Regions from separate parts of the Mus musculus genome. Here region 2 is linked to region 1. The links are chromatin contacts, called in public Hi-C maps. All regions are on one chromosome and are shown on one strand. The core of a region is the stretch at or near the end of the contact, and the rest is flanking DNA. Distances in the headings are between cores, read along the strand shown.

Region 1 (5,356 bases), core at 1,444-3,943:
AGCTTATGAATCTTCCTCAGCCCCCTTCCTCCTCCCTTTTTTTTGAGCCAGAGACTCAAGTACCACAGGCTAGCCTTGACCCCTTTATAGTGGAAGACGACCTTGGACTTCTGGTGCTAGGATCACATGCATGAACCACTACGTCTGGCTTACATGGTGTGGCCAGGGGGGTGCGGGGGGCGGCAGGGTTTTGTGCACGATAAGCAAGTGCTCTACCAACAGAGCCACGTCCCAGGTGCCACCAGCATCCTTCTGAGTGTCCTCTGGGAGGGAACTCCATCAGTCCCTAAATGAGTCATTATGGCCTATTTTATTCTCTGGGGAACTACATACTTCCCTGTTTCAAATGCAAACACATCTAGAGAGAACCCCTCCTTTGGCACACAGATCTTTCAGGGGCTCCCTCAGGATCACGCCCACCTATGTTCTTCCCCCTTGCTTTCATCTCTGTATCTCTCCCGATACATCAAGGGAAGGTGGGCGCCAGAGAGTAATTCAGAGCAGGGACTCAGATGCTGAAACTGGGCCTTTTCAGGGATGCCTATGGCCTTCACACAATTACCAGGGGACAAAGCCATCCTGCAGAGCAGGGTCCCTGTTCCCCAGGTTCAGCCCTCACAGGACAGTTTTGCTGTGCAGCATTTACCAGTCCTTTGTAGGCCAGAGAAACCCACACTGCCAGAGCCAGGCATGTGCAGGGAGATAGCCAGGGTGACAGCGCTGGGTAGGCATCCCCTCGAGAAAGACAGACAGGGAAACGGAGGCCAGACAGGTACCGAGCCTCCAAACCCGATGAGAAAGAATGTCCCTGCGTCCATGCTGCAGATGTGGAGACTGAGGCAGAAAGGATGGGAACCTGAAAGTGGGGCAGGTAGGGGCAGCTGACATCCAAACCTCCATGCTAAGCTGTCTTTCCTCTTGATGTCAAGGACAGAGAGACCCAGAGAGCTGAGGTGATTGTCCTGGTCACAGGGCCTGGTGTAGGAAGAAGGACCGAGGTGGCCCATTCCAGACATAGAAAATGGAGTTCCTTGGCCTCAGGGCCTGCAGCCAGGGAGAGGGGGTTGGGTGAGAGGGTGCTGAGTCTCAGGTTTTTCTCCTGTACATTTGGTTTCAGCTTCTGCATTTCTAAGCACTCAGGCCTGTGCCTGTTTCCTCTCTAGCCCTCAGTTTCAGATCAGCTAGGCACCAAGGGCTCCACAGAGAGACGCCTGCATGGTCCCCTTGCTCAGAGCCTGACTCTCACACTCCTGACCACGCTTCTAGTGACCCACTCCTCTGTATGGCTACTCTACCTGCAAGGTGCAGCCAGACACCACTCAGTAGCCCAAGGGCTGGCATCTACATGAGCCTACGCCCCCTCCAGCATGAGTGTGGTGGGCCAAGAGGGCGGTGGGAATGAGCTGTCCCAGGTGCTGAATAGGATGCACTCAGCCAAGCTCCTGGAGAGGCAGAGTCAGGCTGCTCACCCAGGAAGTGAAACTTCTGCAGGGGTGAATGTGGGCTTCCACGTGGAGGCCCCAGGCACCTCCTGTGCATGGCCTGCAGGCCCACAACACAGCGTGGAGGCCTTCCCAGGGCATCTAAAGCCTGTGGCCTGGTGTCTCAGAAGGACGGAACTTTGTATCACAAGTAGAAATCTACCCCTGCATCCTCCACAGAACTCTAGGCACTAAGCTTTGTTCTTGTGGCTCCCGAGGGCTGGGGACTCTGGTGGCAGACTCCTTATCTTCATGTAAGAGTGCTGCTTTACCCAGCATCTAGCTGCTGAAGGCATGGGGACTCACTGTGGTGTACCCGGGTTCTGGAACCCTCTACAACAATCCAGGGCTCAGCCCCTCCCTCCACCTGCCCCTCCTCCCCTCGTCTCTCAGGTCCCCACAGCTTCCCCCTAAGCCTCCTGAGGCCAACCTCTATCTGCTTCCAGAGGACCAAAGGCACTCCCAAACCACAGGCCTGCAAAGCGGTTTCATGTCTCACACTCACGCCCCTCCAAGGCCACTCAGGACCCCTCCCACTCCTGGCTTTGTCTTTTCCCTTCAGACACAAGTGCCAGCACAGCCCCAAAATTCAAAGAAGCTAGTTCCTGTGTCCCCTCTTCTGTTCTCCCTATGATGGGAACCAAACAAGTCACACCCTAGGGCCATCAGAGTAAGCCCTGAGGTATAGAAAGGAACTTAGGAGAGAGGCCTGGTGAGCATGGCTCTGCTTTGTCCCAGTCAGCCACATTCCATCTGTGTCCCGCCTTCCTGTTCCCATTTGTGTCCTGGTGTGAGTGGGATGTGTGTGTGCATGGATTGGAGATCTCCCATGCTCACCCTGTCCAGCTTACTACCACAAGAGCAGTGGTTGCCTGTACTGCCAGGCACCCAGGATGGAGGGACCCCAGGTGCTGCCCCAAAGTACCAGATCAGATAGAAGGGCTCGACCCCTCCCCCACCATCTGTACCTGTTGTTCTCAAACACAGCCACCAGGTTGCACACTGAGTCCTGCTTCTCACAGGCTCGCTCCATCCTGCTAGCCTGCAAGGTGGTCCTCAGTTACCCCAGAAGCAGGGAGGGAGGCAATAGGCTGGTGCCCTCAGCACTCCCTGGCCAGCGGGTGAAGCAGGTCTACCACAGCCTGGAATCTGCCCATCGCTTCTGACTGCCTTGGGGCAGTTCCTATCTTCAGAGTGAAAAAAGAGGAAGTGGTCCCAGTAGCTTGGAAGAGAGGCCAGCACTCCCTACTGTGGGAGGAGCCTGTCAAACTCTCCTTGCTGTGGGAGGAGCCTGTGAAGTACTGCCCGGCCCTCTTGGCATCTGACCTTTACCTCTCAGATACTTCTACCCAGTCCTGTTAGAGAAGGCACGGGCTGTGGCAACAGTGGTCACAGGACGTTTCTGGAGCCGGATCCTGGGATGAGCAGCTTCCTGGATATCCAATTCTCTGCATGGGGGGAAAGGGGACGGCTCAGGGATGTTTTACTTAGTACCATTCTCAGCATCTTCCTTGCATCTGGCGCTGTGCACTGCTGATGGAAAAACAGCTTTTAAATTAAAATGGACCACAGGGTTGGGGATGTAGCTCAGCTGATAGAGAATGCTTGCTTGGCATGCGGGAAGCCCAGGGCTTTATCCTCAGCACTGTAGAACTGGGTATCATGGCACATGCCCATGGCACCCACTTGAGAGGAGAAGTCCAAGTTCTTCCTTGACAACGTAATGAGTATAAGACCAGATTCGGCTACGTGAGACCTGTCTCAAAAAAAAAAATGGGGTCGGATGGGGTGGGCTTTGAGATGGTTCAGGGGTAAGAGTACTTGTAGCCAAGCCTGGCAGCTTGAGTCTAACCCTGGAGCCCCACATGGTGGAAAAAAAATAGACTTTTCCTTTCTTTTTATTTACTTTTATTTTTTATGTGTATGAGTGTTTGGCCTGTGTGAGTCTATTATACCACATTCGTGCCTGGTACCCACAATGGTCAGAAGAGGGTGTTGTGGGAATGGGACCTAGGTCCTTTCTAAGTTCTCTTAACCTCTGAACCAATTCTCCACCCAAAATGCAGACTCTTTCAGGTTGCCTCTGGGCTCCAACCCACACACACTGTATCTCTTGTACTCCTACCCTAAAAAAAACATCTAAAGCTGAACTGGTGGTGGCACACACCTTTAGTCCCAGCACTCGGGAGGCAGAGGCAGGCAGATCTCTGAGTTTGATGCCCACTTGGTCTACAGAGTAACTTTTTTTTTTTTTTTCAAGACAGGGTTTCTCTGTAGCCCTGACTGCTCTGGAACTCACTTTGTAGACCAGGCTGGCCTCGAACTCAGAAATCCACCTGTCTCTGCCTCCCAAGTGCTGGGATTAAAGGCGAGCGCCACCACGCCCAGCTCCAGAGTAACTTTTAAGACAGCTGGGGCTACACAGAGAAACCCTGTCCGGAAAAAAAAAAAAAAAGAAAAATAGGGCAAACAAAACAAAAAACCCCACAGACTGTGAGGATATGCAGGAAGGGGTCCTGTGGTCCCCAACACCTCTTTGGATGCTTTTGTCTTAATGATGTTGATATTTCTCTAGTGGCCCGGGTTGGAGAGCCCCTATGGGTTAGAGCTAACAAGTCTCCTCTCTTTCACTCCCATAGCTGTGTTACACAGTGTGCTCCCTTATCAGAAATGGAGGCCAATGGAAGTCAAGACACCTGACTGAGGTCACCCAGGAAGAACAGGGGAAGAACTGCCATTTCTGAAGCCCAGGTAAGTGTCCTATGACTCCAGCAAAGACCCAGGGAACCTGGAGGGTGACCTCCATGCACTCCATCCTCAGGGTCCCCTGATCACAGCACCCTAGGGAAATCTGCCTCTTGGTCACTCAGGGTTTCTAGAACACGTGACCAGCGCCTCTGCTCTGCTCATTCAAGCTGGAAAGCCATTCATTCATTGCTCTCCCATGGATCCTGAGCCAGGACCCTCCACTGAAGCTAGTCTTTGTCCTCGGATCAAGTGTGAGCCATCCTGGAGCCCAAAGTGCCTGGCAGAGTTTCTGCTGTGGTAGCTGTGAGCCTGGAGCCTCCTGCCCAGCAACCCTGCACCTCTGAGCTCCCCCACCCCCCAGCTGTGTTTGCCACCAGAGGCCAGCCCAGTCCTGAGGACTAAGTCTCACTAATCCCAAATGCAGGGCCTCTGCAAGAGGAGCAAGTGCTCTTAACTGCTGAGCCATCTCTCCAGCCCCACAATGCTAGTTTTATGCCATGCTGAGGATGCAGAGCCGGCCAGGCTCTCTACCAACTGAGCATCGTCCTTAGATCCCCTTGCACTTTTTGTCATAAAAAAATGAAGAACATACCTTAGATCCCCTTGCACTTTTTGTCATAAAAAAATGAAGAACATACACGAGGGTAGACAGAATAGAATAATTCACCCCCATGAGCCCTCTCAGTCCACACCAGAGTTCATTCCCCACCTATGTGTGGCTCTTTCGATTTCCCTTCTGTGTCCTGATTAAGCAAACCCCAAATGCCAAATGACATTATTTCTGTATGTATTTAAAAACCCAGGGGAGATCCAGGACAGCCAGGGCTACAACAGAGAAACCCTGTCTCGAAAAACCAAAACAAACAAACAAACAAACAAACCCAGGGGACTCTTAAGTATCAACACACACTCATGTAAATGGACACATACCTACACAATTACTAAAGTAACACTCGTTTTTTTTTTTAAGATTTATTTATTTATTTATTATATATGTACACTGTAGCTGTCTTCAGACACTCCAGAAGAGGGCGTCAGATCTTGTTACAGATGGTTGTGAGCCACCATGTGGTTGCTGGGATTTGAACTCAGAACCTCTGGAAGAGCAGTCGGGTGCTCTTACCCAC
Region 2 (5,320 bases), core at 1,262-3,761, 250 kb after region 1:
ATATGCATACACATTCACACACACATACACACATTCACACATACATGCTCAACACACATACACTCATACACACTCTCACACACTCACAGACATACTCACACATGCTCTCTAAAACACGCAATCACACACAGAGACATACTCACGCTCACAAGCTCACAGACACACACACACATACACACTCACATACAAGCTAAGGAAAAGCAAAAATCAGAGTAACATTTACCACCAGAATCATGTGAGGCTCAAGCAAGAAAATTAAAGTTAAAACCACGCCACCCCAGCAAGGAGTACCCCCTTTCTGGTTCCACTTTCTCAATTTCCATTCTCAGAAACGTCTTCAACTCGTTTATCCTGCAAATTCGAATCACCTTTTACTAAACTATACACCAGTGCTTGGCATTCAGCTGGCAGTTAGCAAATATTTGTTGGCCCTGATCGAGTTGGGTGTCGGGTCCCCGGGGACTGCTGGGTAAAGGCCACATTGACAACAGTGATGATGTCACTGATGGGCATGAGGCTCAAAGTCGTCCAAGTAACAGCTGGGCTCCACACAGAGCCAACCAGAAACTGAAGGAGTGAGTCTCCTTGAAACTGGCTGCCTGTCTCACCCAGGACGGACCTCCCCAGGGCCGTTTCTGGAACCACGACTCTGTAAGGAAGCGGACACACCAGGGAAGCAGCCCTGGATGGGACAAAGACTTCAGAGCTGTCCACATGCAGGCCAGCTGTGCTTCCTGGGCAGCCAGGGCTGGCCCTGAGCTCAGAAAGTCACAGAAGCACCGTGTACTCCCTGTGAGCGGATAAAGGCACAGACCTGGCCAGATGAGGCTCCTGCAGTAATGGACCTCCAGAGGCAGAGGAGTTCAAATCCCCAAATAAGCTCTTCGAATGTGGGGAACACCTCTCTGCAGTGTGTTCCCAGAAGTCCCCTGGCATTTCGTAGGAAAGTGGTACCTAGGGTCACCTCACTCAGCTCCACCAGGCAAAGACATCTAGGGAAGGGAATCATACTATACCCTGAGGCCAGCGAGGCCTCCAAGTCTGTCAGAATACTGGTCATCCTAGGTCAGGATATCGCCATCCATCACTGACCCTGACACCCCTATTCCATAATAGCATGTCCTAAATTGGTCACAGGCAGGAATGGTCACTGACAGACAGTGGGGACCTTCTTTGGTGAGTCCATGAAAGCCTCTCTCTCTCTCTCTCTCTCTCTCTCTCTCTCACACACACACACACACACACACACACATACACACACACACACACACACACACACTCCACACACTCAGCTCCTAGGCAATTACCCTTACCCTTCACTTGGTGACTCCAAAAGACCCTTCTGTAGTCAGCTGCAGGGTACCCTCCGGCCTCATGCCCGTGTTTCTGATGGATTCTCCTATACACCCTGCACAATGAAAGGCCCCTCACAACCAGTCAAACAATCAAGCCCCAGGTGTCTCCTACACCTCTCCCCTCACCTGGAGCAAACTTGGAAGCCAATGAGCCCTGCTGCTAGCCACCAAGAGATGGCTGGCCACGATGGCACAGACATGGATTTTAGCTCATAGAACAGGGCCCCGAGGCCTCCCATCAAGAATTGGAGAGGAGGGGGGCTGGGCTAAAGAAAAATAAACAAAATGTAAGAATGAAAGAACGGAGGACATAGTAGGACCACAACACAGTAGGACCACAACCTGACATCTGCCAGAGACTACAGGATCTCCCATCCCTACCATCTTGTCACAGAGAGGTGAGAAACTGGGTTAGCCCAGTGTGAAACTTACCTTGGGAAAAGCCAACCACAGCCAATGGTCTCCCACTGCCAACACCCGAGAGCCACCTAGTCCCAATAGCCTGTCCCACCCCACCCCACCCCACCCCAGCTTCACTCACTAACGGATAGAGAAACAGAGTCTCTAAGAAGCCAAGAAGACCTGCCCCATCTCACAAGTCCACAATCTACTCCTCACTCACAGGAGTAATACATACAGCTCGGGCCTCTGTCAGACAGTACAGGAGTACGGAAGTTCAATTTGCACTCCTGAGACTCAGAAGCTAGACAGGAGTTGGGCTTTGAAGTATGACCCCAGCACCCTGAAGATGGAGGCAGGAAGATCAAGAGTTCAAGGTCATCTTCCGCTGTGTAGTGAGTTTAGGACCAACCTGAGCTACACAAGACCCCATCTCAAAAAAAAAAAAAAAAAAAAAAAAAGTCGGTTGGCAGTATATACCTTTAATCCCAGAATTTAGGAGGCAGAGTCAGGTGGATCTCTGTGAGTTCAAGGCCAGCCTTGGCTACATAGAAAGACCCCCATCTCGAAGGAAGGAAGAAGGAAAAAAAGAAAGGAAGGAAGGAAAGAAAGAAGGAAAAGAAACTGCATGGGACCCGTACTGTCCCTCCCCAGCCCCTCCACACAGCAGCATTGCCTGCTGGGGTGAGTCCCAAATCCCACCTCTCAGAGGCTGCCGTTTGCTGGTGCTCCCGGACCTGTGAGGAGGTCACTGTCTGCTCAGCCCACAGAGCCCACACACTCTGCAACTGTCAACAGTCTTGTCTCTTGCCCAATCGCCCCTTTCCGTTCCCTGGCTGCCTCATCTCCTGCGTTCATCTAGGGAACTTCCCCTGGAAAGGGGCCCTGGCTGCACCTTCTGTCTTGCCTGATGCCCTGGGTCCTGGAATTGTAGCAGAAAGTTAGGGCTGGGGAGAGGTTGTGAGCAGAGGTTCTGTGTGTGTGTGTGTGTGTGTGTGTGTGTGTGTGTGTGTTTACGCGCGCGCGCGCGCATCACACTCAGCCTGTAGTAACAAGGCCAGAGTGTCCTCAGCCCAGTAGGAAGGTCAAGCAAGAGAAGCCTCTGTGGCTACAACTGGTGCAGAAAATGCCACAGGGGAACAATACCCCTGTGATGGTTTGTATATGCTTGGCACTTTTAGAAGGTGTGAACTTGTTGGAATGGGTGTGGCCTTGTTAGAGTGGGTGTGGTCTTGTTGGAGTAGGTGTGTCACTGTGGGTATGGGCTTTAAGACCCTCATCCTAGCTGCCTGGAAACTAGTCTACTGCTAGCAGCTTTCAGATGAAGATGTAGAACTCTCACCTCCTCCTGCACCATGCCTGCCTGGATGCTGCCCTGTTCCTGTCTTGATAATAATGGGATGAACCTCTGAACCTGTAAACCAACCCCAATTAAATGTCCTTATAAGACTAGCCCTGGGGCTGGCAAGATGGCACAGTGGGTAAGAGCAACAACTGCTCTTCCGAAGGTCCTGAGTTCAAATCTCAGCAACTATCCATAATGGCTCACAACCATCCGTAATGAGATCTGATCTTGGTGTGTCTGAAGACAGCTACGGTGTACTTATTTTTTTTTAAGATTTATTTATTTATTATATGTAAGTACACTGTAGCTGTCTTCAGACACACCAGAAGAGGGAATCAGATCTTGTTACAGATGGTTGTGAGCCACCATGTGGTTGCTGGGATTTGAACTAAGGACCTTTGGAAGAGCAGTCGGGTGCTCTTACCTGCTGAGCCATCTCACCAGCCCCGTACTTATTTATAATAATAAATAAATCTTTGGGCTGGAGCAAGCAGGGACCGAGCAAGTAGGGCCGACCGGGGTAAGCAGAGATCCTAAATTTAATTCCCAACAACCACATAAAGGCTCACAACCATATGTACAACTACAATGTACTCACATACATTAAATAAATAAATAGGAAAAAAAAAGACTTGCCTTGGTCATGGTGTCTGTTCACAGCAGTAAAACCCTAACTAAGACCCTCCCCCTCACCTCAGGTCCTCACTCAAGGACAGCATATTTGACAGGAGGGGAGCTTGCAGCAAGCTTCCTTCTTAGGAAACAGACTAAGCTAATAGGTTGCAGACCAACAATCATGAGAGCAGCGTGGTACCGGAGCATGATGGTACCAGAGCGTGAAGACGGATGGAGGATGCTGTAGAACAGGACGGGAATGAGCATCCTGTGGTACAGGATGGGATTGGGGCTGCACTTGGAATCTGAGTTATGCAGGGGGATCTGAGTTCAAAGCCAGCCTGGGTTACATGGCTAGGCTTTTTCTCAGAGATTTAAAAAAAAAAAAAAAAAAAAAAAAAAGGAAAAGGAAAAAAAAAGACAGCAATACACTCAAACGTGTGTAAGAACCTCATGCATAAGAAAGACACCATTCCGTGTAAATAAAGAGATTTTGTATTGAATTAGCCCTTAGGAGGATGGGTTACGGCCACAAAAGCCAGAGCACTTGAATTCTATAATCATCCCTACTAGATTGAAGTTTTAGACATTAAAAAAAAAATACACTTATTCAGGAGATGGTGGTGGAACACACCCTTAATCCCAGCACTTGAAAGGTGGAGGCAGGTGGATTTCTGTGAGCTCGAAGCCAGCCTGGTCTATACAGTGAGTTCCAGTGAGGCAGGAGAAACCCCAACTTGAAAAACCAAAAAGAAAAAAGAATATAAATATATATATATTTATATATATATATCACATATATATATTATATACACATTTATATATTTATATAACACTTATTAATTTATGTAGTTTGTGTATATTTGTGTATATTTATTTTGTGCAAATACTTGTGTAGGGGTGTGTACATATGTGTGGAGAGGTGGAGGATGTGGGGAGATGCACATGCATGCCGCATGAGGTTCATATGTGGGGGTCAAAGGGCAACTTGCAGGTGTCAGTTCTCTCCTTCTACGATGTAGTTGGTCCCAGATCCTTGGGGACCTGCCACTGTGCACATGTGCAAACCACAGTTTGCTCATGCAGTCAGAGGATGACTCGAGGGAGCCTCTTTCTACCCTGTGGTAGAAGGCTTCCTGCAAGCTAGGGACTAAGGATTAAAACCAAGAAATAATGATAATAACTAACAAAGCTTCCAGACTGACTTTTGGTCCCTCCCAGCTGTGTGATCTCTTGTCACAGTGTGGTAAACGCTGACACAGACACTATCTGTTCTGGGGCATGATGGAGAGAGCAACCTAGGTCCCCTCCTCCAGTTGCCAGTTCCAAAATATGTCTATCATAGCTTGGGTGGGCAGCAGGGCCTCAGAAGATGGGAACCAGATAGCATCTGGGCAGCCGTTTCCGGAATATTGAGAAAGCCTGGGTTACGTCAAAGATTTCATCTTAACACAGTTGGTCCCCGAGTCCCTACTTGGAATCCTTACCACTTCCCCTTTCTGGCTTATCAAGTAGGCTGTGTGACCAGCAGGCTTCATGATAGATCTTAAGACTCTGACACTCCCTGGGAGTATTGAACCTGGGACTTCAGTTTGTTGGCCATGGT

The links. A called contact is a pair of places that touch in the nucleus more often than the background predicts.
Region 2: a contact with region 1 is called in a Hi-C map of double positive thymocytes, with 3 times the contacts expected there. The contact joins the promoter of Rab44 here to the promoter of Fgd2 in region 1. A contact is called at or near these places in 2 of 39 promoter capture datasets (liver and stem cell-derived epiblast-like cells), 3 of 484 Hi-C or Micro-C datasets (the G1E-ER4 cell line, double positive thymocytes and nephron progenitors), 1 of 115 datasets of contacts at active chromatin or transcription factors (large pre-B cells) and 3 of 9 other capture datasets (liver, macrophages and pancreatic islet).

Annotation. Positions count from the first base shown.
Region 1 is chr17:29,358,251-29,363,606 of GRCm38.p6, reverse strand. Fgd2 (FYVE, RhoGEF and PH domain containing 2) reads right to left here and starts at 2,693. Exons shown (of 16, transcript NM_013710.4): 1 at 2,450-2,693. The coding sequence starts at 2,514.
Region 2 is chr17:29,111,372-29,116,691 of GRCm38.p6, reverse strand. It overlaps Rab44 (RAB44, member RAS oncogene family), which reads right to left and starts at 2,511. Exons shown (of 14, transcript NM_001364848.1): 1 at 2,457-2,511.